Regions from separate parts of the Zea mays genome. Here region 2 is linked to region 1. A link is a contact called in public Hi-C data. All regions are on one chromosome and are shown on one strand. The core of a region is the stretch at or near the end of the contact, and the rest is flanking DNA. Distances in the headings are between cores, read along the strand shown. Region 1 holds the start of LOC103635288 (programmed cell death protein 5). Region 2 holds the start of LOC100279280.

What was found. Hi-C and Micro-C count contacts between places; a contact is called where the count stands out from the background.
Region 2: a contact with region 1 is called in a Hi-C map of tassel, with 4 times the contacts expected there. The contact joins the promoter of LOC100279280 here to the promoter of LOC103635288 in region 1. A contact is called at or near these places in 4 of 25 Hi-C or Micro-C datasets (ear, endosperm, leaf and 1 more).

The regions. Positions count from the first base shown.
Region 1 is chr8:64,921,563-64,924,262 of Zm-B73-REFERENCE-NAM-5.0, forward strand. It overlaps LOC103635288 (programmed cell death protein 5), which reads right to left and starts at 1,297. Exons shown (of 7, transcript NM_001352153.1): 1 at 1,085-1,297. The coding sequence starts at 1,087. It overlaps LOC100191935 (VIP1 protein), which reads left to right and starts at 1,927. Exons shown (of 1, transcript NM_001137359.1): 1 at 1,927-2,700. The coding sequence starts at 1,957. The coding sequence ends at 2,565.
Region 2 is chr8:65,328,527-65,331,226 of Zm-B73-REFERENCE-NAM-5.0, forward strand. It overlaps LOC100279280, which reads right to left and starts at 1,307. Exons shown (of 15, transcript NM_001152301.1): 1 at 1,156-1,307; 2 at 928-997; 3 at 627-724. The coding sequence starts at 1,245.

The sequences.
Region 1 (2,700 bases), core at 47-2,546:
TGTGCAAAGGGATTAACTCCCTTGTGATGTTGGTGGCATGGTGGCTTTGGAAGCAGCGGAATAAATGTGTGTTTGAAGGGGATGCTCCTAGTGGCAACCAAATTATACAGAACATCAAAGATGATGCTCAGAGGTTGTGTCTGGCAGGTGCCAAAGATTTGTGCACCATCTGGCCTTAGTTTAGGGGCAGTTGTTGACGTCTTTTGGCTGTCTTCTATAAAATGTTTATGTGTATTTTTGTTTCTGGCCACCGTAAGGTGGGTTTTCCTTTTTCTTTTGCTTTTTACACTATACTCTGGTCTTCTTTAGACCATTGTTGTTTCTTCTATCTTCTTAATATATTTAATGCGAAGTTCTACTGCTCGTTTTAGAAAAAAAAAGATATAAAGGCACACAAAACACGACAGAAGAGATGGAAGGAATCCTCCAACCCTAACAGAATGATACTGCCTCTGTTCCAAATTATAAGATGTTTTGGTATTTTCTAATCGATAGCTTTTGCTATACACTATGTCTAGATGCATAGTAAAAAGAGTGTATCTAAAAAAAGTCAAAACATCTTATAATTTGGAACGAAGAGAGTACCAGATATGAACATGGCACACACAACACGACAAGGTATGAAAGGAACACGAGCCTCAAAATTACTCTCAGGAAGCTTGCATGAGCAGCTTCAAATAACAACACTCCAGCTCATCTCTAAAGCTCGCAAAACCACTAAATTTTCCCCGTTATTCAGTAATTTTCATCGTTTGGACTTTGAACCAGAACAATGACAAAGGTATTCAAAACATCAACTGCTCAGTCTAGAGTGCTAAACTAGATTGGGCGCAGGTCTCCTTGTGCTTTCTCAGACAACTAAACCAGTAGGGAATGAATCCGAGCGAGGCATTAAGCATAAGAACAGGGATCAGGATGAGTAAGTAATCAAACAACTCATCACAAAGGGGAATCGCAGACCGCAGCCCATCAGATACGTGATCTTCCCACTAAAACAGAACTTAAACCCTAAGATTCAAACACAGACAGAAGGCCACAGATCCTCGCAACCAAGAATAAATGGAAATCACAGCGCCAATCTCACCATCTTGCGCGCGCGCAGCCGAGAGATCGCAAGGCTCTGAGCTCCGAACCTCACTTGAGCGGGGACGGCGTCCACGGTGTGCTCTGGCAGAAAACAGCGAATCGAGCTTCTTCTTTTCCGCGTGTGTGCAACGCCGAACCCCAACGTCTTATCTCAACCATCCGATCTGAAGTCCCTTCTCCACGCCGTCCGATCGGAACATCGACATCCCTTATTCCTTTGGTGAGAGCCGTGATGCCAATGTGTACATACCTGTCGTCGGTTAGTTATCCATATACGCACGGAGTATAAAATCTACCTATACTCATATACTCATACTTGTATGGGTAATTTTATCCGTCGGATAACCTAGTACCCGCTAAGAAGATATCAAATTATAATATTTTGATTATTCAAAATATCAAATAAATATAAAAAATAAGTTTATCTTAAAATATAACAAACCATATAATTATATAACTTGATAGTAAATAAACAATAGTCAAAGAAGGTTTTTATTTTAACTAAGATAGATTTTATTAGATAATAATAATAATAATAATATACATATATATTCTATACATGGTATGCGAGTATGGATAGTATCCACCTGTATCCGTTACCTAATGGGTAGAGATTGTTGTCTACTAATGTACCTGTGGTATAAAAGTTATCTTATAGCCGCTTATATATCGGGTAAAACACGTTCCGGTTTTGGTACCCATTACCATCTGATATTGCAGCATCTCGCTGGCCTACAGGTGGGCCCAAAGGTACCTCTCTCTCCACAGTCCACACCTTCTCTATCTTTTTTTCTATTCCCATTTCCATTCTCGCACCGCATCCACCGCGCCGCCGCGAGAGAGGGTGAGTACTGAGGAGGAGGGTTTCCGATGGAGAACGGCGAGGATACGTTCGCCTCCCCCACCGCCGCCGCCGCGGACTTCTCCACCAACGGCGGGGACGGCACGCCCAAGCTCCACGACGCGGCGGACGAGATCGAGTCCCTCCGCGCGGCGAAGCGCGACCTGGAGGAGAAGCTCGATGCCGTGCGCCACGAGAACCAGTTCCTGTCCTCCGAGTCCCGCCGCCTTGAGGTTCTCGTGTCCCAGGCCCGCGAGGAGGTCGCCGCCGCCGAGCAAGGTGCTGCCACCAACGAGAGCGAGGCCGCCACGCTCCGCAGCGAGGTCGAGCGCCTCCAGGATCTCCTCGCCGCGGAGAAGGCTAGCCATGAGGAGGAGATGCGCAGGGGTGCACGGCTCGGGGACCAGCTGCAGACCGCGTACCAGGAGAAGGCCGCCCTCGAGGAGGAGATCGAGACCCTGAAGGGTTCCGCCACTGCCGAGGGCAAGGGCGTGGAAGAGGGATGTGATTCTATTGCTGCCAGGGCCGGGACGCCTAAGGATCAGGGCGTGGTGCCTCCCGCACTGGTGGCTGCCGCGGCTGCTGGAGCAGCTGCCACGGCTGGCATCGCAGTGGTCTTGTTCAACCTCAAGAGGTAATCTGGTGGTCCGTTGCGCGGAAGTTTTGATCTGCTGCTATGGCCTATATGAGAATGGGTTAACCGTTTTGTTAGTGTCACTGGAGTCGTAGTAGTAGTATCTTTACTATCAGCTGGATAATAGACTAGATGAACA
Region 2 (2,700 bases), core at 57-2,556, 410 kb after region 1:
GTAAGCAGGGGACGCCTTATATAGCACTAGAAGAACCACAAACACCTGAAAGAAAAATCCGAAGAATGACCCTAGCCTGCACTAATCAGGTTAGTCCTAGCCCCTGACCTATGACAATTCCTGAAGCTTTCGACCTCCAAGCCAAGGCCCCAAATTCTCATCTCCTCCAATATAAAATACAGATAGCCATTGAGAGAGGGGGGAAGCGCCATAAAAGACACACTTGTTTCTGTGAATCCATAATGTTCAAGCACCTAAATGACAGCACTGTCAAATCCCTTCTTGCTAGCCTTATCAATCTTCTGGCTGGACGCAATTAACAAGCAGCATACTGTGTGTTGTAATGTCATTTGAATCAAGTCAATTGTTCACACTTACTCACCCAATGCTCTGCATTCTATTTGAATCAAGGCTTCGTTCATGCTTACAATCAACTCAAACAGATATTCCATATCCCATCAGGGAAATATATCATCCAGAGTATAACCCAAATCTCCTTAATACGATGCATGATTGTGTGCAGAATGTTCGCAAAGAGAATGTCCAATTAAAATTACATCCAAAAACAACTAAATCTCAAGACTAAGCACCAACAAGGAAAAATAGCATTCAGGCATAGAACTTACGATCCAGTTGCGGGTCTTGGCAAGACGGCGGGCAAGCGCGTGGATGCAGTAGGCGACATCTGCCCGAGGCCTGGTGATGGACGTCGCTGCAACAACCCCTGTGATACCACCACGCAACAATCAACCATCATTAAACACTGCACGAACCCAAAAGCACGCACGCCCTTCCCTCCCCCCTTCAGAGCCTCCCCTCGCCACTTATAGGCACGATCTAATTCCGCCCGCCCCCAATAGAAAAACACTAAATTAGGCCGAAGCCTAGATACGCGGAAACACGGGGTATAAGAACAAATCAACGCACTGCGCAGGTGTCGCTCCTTAGGCGGGCACTCCACGTGGTTAGTCGCCTTCACGATCGCCACATCCAGATCCTACAAAAGCGAGTAGACGCCAATCAAAACCAGCAGATCCGAGCATGCTCCCGCGCCGCAGCACACCACTGGAGACTAGGGTTTGAAGGAACTGCCCAAACATAGGTCGGAAAAAATCCGGGAAAATCGGGGGGAAAGATACCGGATCGAAGGCACACCTTGAAGTCGGAGTTGAGATTGGCGATGCTAACGGTGGTGGTGTCCTTGATGGCGCCGTAGGCCTTGCGCCAGCTCTGCATCGACGCCATTTCCTCGGCGGGCCGCTTCGTCCACCTCGCCGGCCGGTGTTCTCCTCTTTGGCTCTTTTTTCTAATGTATTTCTGGACAGACTGGACTTGTTCTGGTTCCGGGGGACGCGTTAGGGCTTGTTTGGGGTTTTTTCTATTTCATCCTCAGGGCGGTTTTGCTGGCGTGTAAAATTTCGCCGACGGGAGGAGATTAAAAAAATAAAAATGAACAAGGCGTGGCTGCCTTTTTGCCGTTTTGCGAAGTTGCCTTGCCTACGAGTACGAGAGCGGGTGCGGCTCGACCGCTCGACCGCTCGAGGGCGGTTTACGAGCGGAAGGTTCGAGGCTTGAGGAAGGCGACGCCCGACGCCTATTCGCATTAAAAAAAAACTCCTTTGAACTAACATAAAATGTTTTTCCCTTTATGGCATGGCATTCAACGCTGATGGCTGTTTGTTCCTGACTAAATTTTAGTTCATAACATCAAACATTCAAATAACAAATCAATCTGATTGGTAAGACAAAATATATTAGCTTATTATACATCCATTTTAAACATTTACTTTTTTTCTTCTTGCATGTTAAGCACATGGTCACCTATGGCTATCATTATTCTTTTCATGATAGACCAACTCGCTAAACATTCAGGTGTGGACTTAGATCTATCTTTTATTCACAACGCGTAGAACAAAGATCAGTTCTCTGATTGTCGTGATTATCAAAAACCATACGTGTACACGATAGTTTCAGTGTATGCTCCAAAGAAATACACGGACGAATCCAAAGAAGTGAAGTGTCTCATGTGGAAAAAAACGTATTCTATGGCCTCATGCCTCTGTGTCAGAACGGACAGATAAAATCTCGTCCCGATCTGTACCGTTTTCTATATTTGATTCGACCGTTTTTGTATATTAAAAAATATGAAAACGGGACAGAAACGGAAGAGAGTTTATTCCGTCCGTTTTTGCGGGATCCTGTTTTTATCCGGATTTTATCCGTATTTATTCTGTATTTGATAAATATGGGACGAGCCTAATATGCATAGTATATAAACTAAAGTCTCGTGTCTTTAGGTGACAAATTATAACACCAGTGGCCATTGTAATCATCGGCTCTTTTCAATGACAAATGGTTTAAAGTCTTAAACAATATCGGATGTAACTAAATGTACACCATTAGCAATCAAACAACAATAGAATGTTGCGTCTCTATATCTATTTGTTTTATGTTATTGTTCTTCTAATCAAATACTAGTCAAACATCAATATCATTTTTATTTTTTATTTATATTAAATTATAAGTTTTTGTTAGTATTTCTGTTTTTGTTCGTTTTCTCAATTTCGTTTATCTCGCTCACGTTTCCGTTTCCAACTATTCCGGATATGAAAACGGGAGAGAAGTTTTCCGTCGGTTTTCATCCCTATGGGTGTCATCAGGCACTCCGATCGTACGAACAGACGCCTTCTCGCGTCGACC